2 separate regions of the Sus scrofa genome follow, and region 2 is linked to region 1. The links are chromatin contacts, called in public Hi-C maps. All regions are on one chromosome and are shown on one strand. Each heading gives the region's core, a stretch centred on a gene start, on an enhancer-like site or on the middle of the called end of the contact. The rest is flanking DNA. Distances are from core to core; before and after follow the strand shown. Region 1 overlaps SVIL (supervillin). Region 2 overlaps SVIL (supervillin).

Region 1 (5,159 bases), core at 1,689-4,188:
TTTCCATGTCTGTGAGTCTGCTTCTATTCTGTAGATAGGTTCGTCTGTGCTGTGTTTTAGATACCACATACATGTGATATCATATGGTATTTGTCTTTCTTTAACTTACTTCACTTGGCATGAGAATCTCTAGGTCCAGCCATGTTGCTGCAAATGGCATTACTTTGTTCTTTTTTATGGCTGAGTAGTATTCCATTGTATATATGTACCACATTTTCTTAGTCCATTCATCTGTCAGTGGACATTTAGGTTGTTTCCATGTCTTGGCTATTGTGAATACTGCTGCGATGAACATGGGGTACGTATATCTTTTTGAATTGTAGTTTTATCAGGTACAGGGCCAGGAGTGGGATTGCTGGATGATATGGTAGTTCTAGATTTACTTTTCTGAGAAACCTCCATACTGTTTCCACAGAGGCTGCACCAAATTACATTCCCACCAACAGTATAGAGGGTTTCCTTTTCTCCACACCCTCTCCAGCATTTGTTATTTGTAGACTTTTTAATGATGACCATTCTGACTGGTGTGAGGTGGCACCTCATTGTAGTTTTGATTTGCATTTCTCTAGTAAGTAGTGATGTTGAGCATTTTTTCATATGCCTGTTGGCCATCCGTATGTCGTCTTTGGAGAAATGTCTCTTCAGGTTTTCTGCCCATTTTTCACTTGGAGTTTTTTTTTTTTTTCCTGTTGTTGTATGAGCTGTTTGTATATTTTGGAGATTAAGCCCTTGCTGGTTGCATAATTTGCAACTATCTTCTCCCATTCCATAGGTTGCCTTTTCATTTTTTTTTAATGGTTTCCTTTGCTGTATAAAAGCTTATTAGTTTGATTAAGTCCCATTGGTTTATTTTTGTTTTTCTTTCTATTGCCTTGGGAGACTGACCTAAGAAAACATTTATACGGTTGATGTCAGAGAATGTTTTGCCTATATTCTCTTCTAGAAGTTTTATGGTGTCTTGTCTTATGTTTAAGTCTTTAAGCAATTTTGAGTTTATTTGTGTGCATCGTGTAAGGTTGTGTACCAGTTTCAATGACTTACATGCAACTGTCCAGTTTTCCCAGCACCATTTGCTAAAGAGACTGTCTTTTTCCCATTTTATATACTGCCTCCTTTGTTGAAGATTAATTTACCATAGCTGTCTGGGGTTATTTCTGGGCTCTCTATTCTGTTCTATTCATCCATATGTCTGTTTTTGTATCATTACCACGCTGTCTTGATTACTGTAGATTTGTAATATTGTCTGAAGTCTGGTAGAGTTATGCCTTCTGCTTGGTTTTTGTTCCTCAGGACTGCTTTGGCAATTCTGGGACTTTTATGGTTCCATATACATTACCAAGTTGTGCGTTCTAGTTCTGTGAAAAATGTCGTGGATAATTTGATAGTTATTGTATTAAATCTGTAGATTGCGTTGGGTTCTTACCCTGCTTTTCCTTCTCAGCTCTTACGAACTGACATTTGGTCTATTATTGATTAATCACTTGGTTTATTTGTCCATTCATTTATTTATAATTCATTATCCCTCCCAAGAGAATGTAAACCCCACACAGACAGGGATTTACAATGACACGCATGTATCTTTCATGCCTAGCACACATAGGCAATCAAGATGTATCTGCAGGGTATCAAATGAAGGAAGGAACACGTTGCTTTTGGTCTGCATGTGTAGACCAAATCATAGAGCAGTTTTGTTGTTCAGTAGTCCAGTGATGATTTTGATTTTCCTACCCTCATAAGGTTTGCAATTCAAGAGTCGAATTTGTCTTAGATTCAGCACTTGCCTAACAATTTAAGCTGTGACCTTGGTCTACCTTAAGTGTAGTTCAACATGTGGAACATATGTACCATAGGAACATAAGTACCTGGACTTCCTAGTGATGTAATTGTTTTATCGTGGGAATATGTTGATGGACAGAGCTGCTGGAGTCTTAATTCTTTCCTTAGTGATTAGCAGGCATGTATATAATATGAGGCAGAAGGGAGTTCCTGTCATGGCTCAGTGGTTAATGAATCTGACTAGGAACTGTGAGGTTGCAGGTTCGATCCCTGACCTTGCTCAGTGGGTTAAGGATCTGGCTTTGCCGTGAGCTGTGGTGTAGATTGCAGATGCAGCTCGGATCCTGCATTGCTGTGGCTGTGGCATAGGCTGGCAGCTACAGCTCTGATTCAACCCCTAGCCTGGGAACCTCCATATGCCACGGGAGCGGCCCTAGAAAAGGCAAAAAGACAAAAAAAAAAAAAAATGAGGCAGAAGAGCCACATGCTTGTGTCTATTTTTAGTACAGTGGAGTTCCCATAATTAGCTAACACTCAGAGGTTACTTTAAGAAATTTTGTAAGATTAATGGAGCTTTGTCTCCTACCAGTGAGCAACCAATAATCTTCCTATAAATATTACATGGGAAGAAAACAGGGGTGAGAGTTCATTGACGAAGATGGAAAATGGTCTTTAGAACCTTGTAGAAGGTCCTAAGAGCCCCATTCCATGTGGTAATCTTGTTGGTGTAATTGCTCTGAGCTGCTTTTAAAAAGTCAGACGTGGGAGTTCCCACTGTGGCACAGGGGGTTAAGGGTCCGGCATTGCTGCAGCTGTCGTGTAGGTTGCAGCTGTGGCTCAGATTCAATCCCTGGCCCGGGAACTTTCATCTGCCTTGAGGGGTATGAAAAGAAAAAAAGAAAAAAAATGTTGGGTGTATCAGTATGTGATTACATTCAGTAACATTCACTCTTTCTCTTTTTTTCTTCTTTGTCATTACAGGGCTGTGCTCTTTTAAAAAGTGTACAGCTGTGAGTTTTGTTAAGTGCATACAGTTGTGTAACCACCATAAGCAAAAATGTAAATTTCCGTCACCCTGAAATGTTCCTTCAGCCTCATCCCCTGGTAACCACTGATCTGTTTTCTGTTCTAATAGTTTTGCTTTGGCTGTAATGTCCTATAAATGGAATCATACAGTCCACAGCTGTTTGAGATGCACCAGTGCTGTTGTGTGTTATCGGTAGTTTGCTCCTAGTTATCACTGAGGGGTATTCCATTATGGATGTAGGGTTTGCTTATTCATTCACCAGGTGAAGGACCTTTGGGTTGTTTGAAATTTTTGGTGATGATAACCAATACCTCCATAATACTCACATACAGGTTTTTATAGGAATGTATGTTTTCATTTTTTTTTTGAATAAATAACCTAGGAATGGGATTGCTGGGCCATGTGGTCAGAATCTGTTTGGCTTTATAAAAACTTAACCAAACTGATTTCCAGAGTGGCTGTACTGTTCCCCCCCCACCGCCCCCGCCAACCCCATCCCTCACCCCACTGGCCCCAGGAAGGTAGGAGAGTTCCCTGAACTGCTTTGGGATGCTTAAGATCTATTGCCCAGACCATTTTGTCTTCTTAAAGAGAGAGAACTTCAGGATTTATCTTGTTTCTCTTCTCTCCTCGATTTTGTGTTCCAGTCTCTTCTACTTGAACCTTTAAATTACTTTTCTTTAAAAGTCCTTCAACGCTTTCTTGCTGCCTGAGTTAACTTTTTTCCGTCTTTGTACCACTGCCTTGTTACCCAGCAGATGCTATGCACCTGCCCTTCCGAGGTCCATGGGGGCTGGAGGAATTAGCAGGCACACCTCGCTTGGTTACCTTTCACAGATAACGGTGTTTTTTACAAACTCAGGGTTTGTGGCTCTGCCATATTGAGCAAATCTATGGGCACCTTTTTTTTTCCCAACAGCATTTGCTCCCTTCCTGTGTCTGTGTCACAGTCAGTAACTCTCACAGTATTTCCAACTTTTTCATTATTATTACACCTGCTCTGGTGACTTGTGATCAGTGATCTTTGATGTTACCGCTACAACTCGCTGAAAGCAGAGGATGGTGAGCATTTTTTACCAATAGAGTATTTTTAATTAAGGTAGATATACCTTGGGGTTTTTTTTATTTAAGACACAATGCAGTGTAACTGTAACCTTTATATGCGTCAGGAAGCCAAAAACCCCATGTGACTCACTTTATCCCAGTATTCACTTTACTGCAGTGGTCTGGAACCCCAAAGTCTGCCTGTGTGTTGTTCTAAGCATCGACTGCAGGCTAAATTGTGACGCACAAGGGCACTACTTTTTATTTTTATTTTTACTTATTTTTAAGACAGAATAAATTTATTATACCAAAATGTACTGACAAGGGTCAATTTTTAAAAATTAGTATATAAAAGGATGAGGAGTTCCCTGATGGCCTAGTGGGTTAAAGATCCAGTGTTGTCACTGTAGTGGCTCAGGTTGCTACTGCGGCATGGGTTAAATCCCTGGTCCTGGAACTTTCACATGCTGTGGGCACAGCCCCCCCCCCCCAAAAAAAAAGGTAACACGGAGTTTTGGTAAAGAAGAAGAATGGGCCTCTCTAGAGACTCTATAATGTCTTTTTTGTTGTTGTTAACTTACAATGTTGTATTAGCTTCAGGTACACTGCAAGAACACTACTTGAAATGCTCCTAAGTGCTGTGACTTATAGAATATAAACATGTGGAGGTCCCACTGTAGCTCAGTGGTTAAGAAGCTGACATAGTGTCCACAAGGATGCAGGTTTGATCCTCAGCCTTGCCTGGTGGGTTAAGGATCCAGCATTGCCACAAGCTGTGGCATAGGTTGCAGTGGTGACACGGGATCTGGTGTTGCTGTGGCTGTGGTGTAGGTTGCAGCTGCAGCTCAGATTCAACCCCTAGCCTGGGAGCTTCCATATACTGCAGGTGCGGCCCTAAAAAGAAAAAATAATAAAATATAAACCTGTGATATGCACTGCTGAATTCATAACAGCCTTTCAATATTATCTTACTCAAAACACCACTGCTGGCATGGGACGGATACAAAGAAATGTTGGCATTGGAAAGGGGCTCCTCAGACTTGAAGCTTTGGAGACCCTCCTCTGTAGCAGGCACCTGGATGATGAGAGTGAGGAGGGGACAGTGGACCCCAAGTCAGGACTCATCGCACTTGCCTGCCATCAGGGTGGATGAGAAGAATATGACAGTGAATGCCAGCACTTAGTGTGTAGTTCCTTAGCAAACACAGTTTGCCTATCAATAGGTTTTAAAATTTGTGTTTGTTTTTCACTTGGGGAAAAAAGTGCAAGATGTACCATAGTCATCTGATTTTCATGAAAACACACTCATATA
Region 2 (5,159 bases), core at 1,481-3,980, 73 kb after region 1:
TGGGCTAGCAGCTGCAGCTCCAATTTGACGCCTAGCCTGGGAACTTCCATATTCCATGGGTGTGGCCCTAATACGAAAAAAAAAAGTTGGGATGGCATGGGTACAGACAGCCCATGGTCATTTTGTTCAGCAGGTACTTGGTGAGGATACAGGTGAAAGGCTCTGGGTCTGCTTGTGGGGCAGGGAAGATAGAGGCAAGTGACAGTGACAGTCTAGGAGTTGTGCCAGCAATACCAAACCACTAGCATTTCAGAGTATTTGGTATTTAGATCACATAACATATATTTCACATACATTAAAATAAAAGGCCACTGGGCGTGTGGGACATGATGCCATACCTTTGTATGAGCTGTTTATTGCTTAGAATGGAATGTTCTCACTGATGCTTTTTGCCCAGCACCAGAAATGGACTTGGTCTATAGGTCACTCAATGCATAGTTTCCGAGCAATTGAATGAAATAATCTGCTAACATTTAAGTTCTTACATATCTTAGAGATTTTAAAGCTGCTGTAAACAAATTTGTCCTGACTTCAGGCTTTGCTTTGCTTTTCTGAGTGGTGGTTGTAAAATTGACTTGGGAAAGTGCATCCACTCCTTTCTGCCACTAGGGGGAGACATCGTGCAATTAAAGAATCCGGTTTTAATGACTTAAAAGAAAGGTTAGTACTTGAGTTAATGCTTCTAGATGTTGAGAACTGGGACTAGGTTAAATCAGTCCTGCAGGAGGAGGTTTAAAGCTCTAGCAGCCTCTTTTAAGCTGAACACAGGGTAAACATGTGCCTGGGTTAAAAATATTCCCATAAAAATAGCCTGATAATGTGCTTGAAAATAATGTGTTCTATTAAAAGGTAGCAAATGAAGATTTAATGCTTAATCACTTTAAAATCACTGTCTGCCCCCCTAATCAAATAGCACATGTAGTCTAATAGTGAAAAAGATGTAACATACATATTGAAAACATTCTTTTCTCTTCTTTTATTTATTTACTTTTCTTATTAGGGCTGCACCCATGGTGTATAAGTTCCCTGGCTAGAGGTCAAATCAGAGCCTAGGCCACAGCCACAGTAACGCCAGATCCAAGCCAGGTTTTCAATCTACACCACAACTCACAGGAATGCTTGATCCTTAACCCACCGAGCCTGGCCAGGGCTTAAACCGGAGCCCTCATGGATACCAGTTGGGTTCTTTACCCGCTGAGCCGCAGTGGGAACTCCCATTCTTTCCTCTTCTGAAGGGGAAAAAAAATCTGATAAAAATCCATCATCTGCTGATGTAATTGGCACAGTTTTAATTTCCAGGGGCAGGAGTGTGTACAGTGGTTCTAGTTCTGCTAAATGGCTCTCGACTAAATATATACCTTCCAAACCAAGTGTCACTTGCTCGTCTAACATAATCAAGTCTATGAATAGATCTCTTGTGTGGAATCTTGTTAGACAGCCCCGCTTAAGCTAGAAATGCCCAGGGGGAGGGTAATTCGGTCCTATCTCTGTCGTTAGGAGGGGGTCACAGGGACTAGAAGGGAGGAATTTTTTTTTTCCTATAATTTTTAGTTTTTCTATTAAGGAATTTTCTTTTATGACATTGCATTTCATTGGAATAAACAAGACAGGCTCAGTCATCACTGCTGAATATTTGAGAAATTAATTTACTCATTTTTTTTCCTGCTTTTGTATCTTTAGTTTGTAATTCCGAATGTCCTGAGGTTTGACCTCTGAACTTTTTGCAGGATGGTTCAGGCCATCCAGGCTTGTGCCTCCAGGAGTCTTAGTGGACAGAGCTCATGACCAGGAGCTAAGCCTCTCTCGCCTTTGCTTTTCCTGGCCATGTCCTTGGTGGAAGGGCTAATTCAGAATCAAAGAGCAGAGTTCCCATTGTGGCTCAGCAGTTAACAAACCCAGCTAGCATCCATGAGGATGCAGGTTCGATCCCTAGCCTCACTCATTGGGTTAAGGCTCCAGCATTGCCATGAGCTGTGGTTTAGGTTGCAGATGTGGCTCAGATCCTGCGTTGTTGTGGTGTAGGCCAGCAGCTGTAGCTCTGATTGGACCCCTAGCCTGGGAACCTCCATATGCCGTGGGTGCAGCCCTAAAAAGACCAAAAAAAAAAAAAAAAAAAAAAAAAACACCAGAATCAGAGAGCCACAAGGTTGACAGTGGAAGGATGAAGGGACTAATAGTGCTCCTGGGCCCTCTCACTGGGCCTTAAATAATGGGAATAAATCACAAAAGCTGGAGTTTCCATTGTGGCTCAGCGGGTTAAGAACCTGACTAGAATCTACGAGGACGTGAGTTCGATCCCTAGCCACACTCAATGGGTTAAAGATCTGGCGTGGCCGTGAGCTGCAGTGTAGGTTGCAGACACAGCCCAGATCCCCAGTTGCTGTGGCTGTGGCGGAGGCCAGCAGCTGTGGCTCTGATTTGACCCCTAGCGGCCCTAAAAGAAAAAAAAACCTAAAAAATAAAAAAGGTTGTTCCGGCACCTGACCCAGTGACTCTCCTTTAAGGACCCAGGACATGCAATCTCTCTGGAGAGGGTCTGTTGCTATTTTTGAAGTGGGGGCCTCTGGAGGAGTCAGGGTGCAGGCTGAATAGGCTGCTCCACAGACTGATGGTGTGCGGTCTTTGTCGGAGCCTGGAAGGGCCTGGAGCAAAGAACTTTCCCTTGTATGGCCTCTTGCTCCAGGCCACAGCCCAAGTGAAGTTCCTTTAACCCAGAAAGCTGATCCCCAGGCTGGAGTCTGGCAGGCTCAGCTGGAGGAGGTTTCTATTATTATGTCAATGGCCCAACTGTGCAGCCTTTTAAGAGCTTTGGCAGCAGCTAACCCTTTGTCTGCCAAAAGGTAGGCTCTGGCTTTGCTCGCGAGCCCCCCCAGTTTGTACGGTGAACAGTAGGTGACCCAGAAGCCAGCCAGCCAGTCAGCTTGCACATGGCCTTATTAGGCAGACCAGCAGGCAGGCTGAGAAGGCTGGCGCCTGGGGACAGGCCAGCAGAGAGGGTGGCCATGGGCTTGCATTCTGTAAGGAGCCTGGAGCCCAAACCCTGGAGAGGTGGCCTAGTACCGCTCAATTAATTCGAGTGCCCTGTGGTGCTTGAATATGCATTGTCCTTGGCAGTCACTGGGTGGAAAGTGGGAGGTGACATCCCAAAGAACAGAGGGGCATAGCTCATGTATTTTCCTAGGGCTCTGCTCACTGTGTAACCTGTGCTGTCAAGTCCTGTATCAGGACTTATTATTATGGACTTAATCAGGAACTGCTGACTCTTTTCCATTTAGTCCAGGATGTTTTCGAGACGCAGAATCCCTTATTTTTCAGTGGCCACACCCTCAGCATCTGAAAGTTCCCGAGATTGAATCCAAGCTACAGCTGCAACCTATTCCACAGGTGCAGCAATGCCAGAGGCATGTAAGCCACCGCCCAGGCCGGGGATCAAACCCATGGCTCTGCAGGGACCTGAGCTGCTGCCGCTGAATTCCAAACCTTTGGTAGAACAGTGGGAACTCCCCCTCCCCCCCTTTTTTTAAAGTGTGGTTGATTTACGATGTGATAATTTCTACTGTACGGCAAAGTGACTCAGATATGGAGAGGTGTGTGTGTGTGTGTACACACACGCACATCCTTTTTCAATTTTGTTTTATCTCACGATACTGAATATAGTTCCCTGGGCTGTACAGTAGGACCTTGTGGTTGATCCATTCTATATATGATAGTTTGCATCTGCAAACCGCAAACTTCCTGTCCACCCCACCCCCCATCCACTCCCGTTTGGCAACTGCAAGTCTATTCTCCATGTCCATATAGAGACTTGATCGAGTTTTATAGTGAAGCCTTTCTAGGGGGTGAGGTCATACGTGGAGAACCATCGCTGGGCAGTAATGTGGGACAGCACAAAGAACAGTCCTAGGAGCCGGGGGACCCGGGTTTGAGGGCTGTCACAAGTGGACAGATGATGTCGCGATGCAGGTTAGACGGAACGTGCTCTAGAATGACCTCTCCCTGTACATTTCTCTTCCAAAATGACATTCCTTACTCCTCTCTGTTCTCTTTGACAGTAAGGTTGAAGGAGTAGGGTTGGATAAGAGCCACAGCTTTGCACCCAAGGGAAATAGCTACTTGATTGATTTTTTTTTTTTTTTTGCTTTTCAGGACCACACTTGTGGCATATGGAGGTTCCCAGGCTAGGGGTCTAATCGGAGCTGTAGCCACCAGCCTACACCAGAGCCACAGCAATGCGGGATCTGAGCTGTGTCTGTGACCTACACCACAGCTCATGACAACACTGGATCCTTAACTCACTGAGTGAGACCAGGGATTGAACTCGCATCCTCATGGATACCAGTCGGGTTCGCTTCTGCTGAGCCACAATGGGAAGGAACTCCCTCGACTGAACCTTTGAAGCTGAATCCATCTTTTCTCTTTTGGGTGTTTTCCAAAGCTTGATGTGGTAACGAGAAACTGGGAAAAACAGCACTTGTTGATACTGAAATTTCTGTCCAGACATCTCATGTTATTAAAACAAAGCAGTTATGGCTCCTGACGCAGAGTAAAAGGTTCCCAGTCATTCCTTCCCCGCCCCTTCCCCTTTGGTAACCATAGGTTTCCTTTCAAAGTCTGTGAGTCTGTTTCTATTCTGCAAATAAATTCATTTGTGTCCTTTTTTAAGATTCCACATATAAGGGATAGCATGTGGTATTTGCCTTTCTCTTTCTGACCTACTTTACTTCATATGAAAATCTCTATTTGCATCCATGTTGCTGCAAATGGCATTATTTTGTTATTTTTTATGGCTGAGTCGTATTCCATTGTGTATATGGACCATAGCTTACCTGTCCATCTGTCAGTGGACATTTAGATTGTGTGCTATTGTGAATAGTGCATGAACATAGGGGTGCATGTGTCCTTTCCAATTATAGTTTTGTCCAGATATATGCCCAGGAGTGGGATTGCTGTATCCTGTGGTAGTTCAATTTTTCATTTTCTGAGGAACCCCTGTACTGGTTTCCATAGTGGTTGTACCAGTTTTCATCCCCACCAACATGGTAGGAGGGGAACCTGTTTTTTGAGGTCTCTTGGGTACAAGGTACCATAACCTTTAGGACATTGGGAGTAACCAGGAATGACATTGGGAGTGGCAGGTCAAACTTTTCTTGGGTTTTCAC

What was found. Hi-C and Micro-C count contacts between places; a contact is called where the count stands out from the background.
Region 2: a contact with region 1 is called in a Hi-C map of skeletal muscle, with 3 times the contacts expected there. The contact joins two enhancer-like sites. A contact is called at or near these places in 2 of 47 Hi-C or Micro-C datasets (heart right ventricle and skeletal muscle) and 2 of 2 datasets of contacts at active chromatin or transcription factors (alveolar macrophages and skeletal muscle).

What each region holds. Positions count from the first base shown.
Region 1 is chr10:41,243,838-41,248,996 of Sscrofa11.1, forward strand. All of the region lies in intron 2 of SVIL (supervillin), which reads left to right. Among named protein-coding and RNA genes, the nearest start is that of SVIL, 70 kb to the left of the region's middle. Within about 2 kb of position 2,939, at least 4 of the 83 cell types and tissues checked have an H3K27ac peak or open chromatin away from gene starts, as enhancers often do. A contact at or near this core is called in skeletal muscle, where this site is marked.
Region 2 is chr10:41,316,626-41,321,784 of Sscrofa11.1, forward strand. All of the region lies in intron 3 of SVIL (supervillin), which reads left to right. Among named protein-coding and RNA genes, the nearest start is that of SVIL, 140 kb to the left of the region's middle. Within about 2 kb of position 2,731, at least 28 of the 83 cell types and tissues checked have an H3K27ac peak or open chromatin away from gene starts, as enhancers often do. A contact at or near this core is called in skeletal muscle, where this site is marked.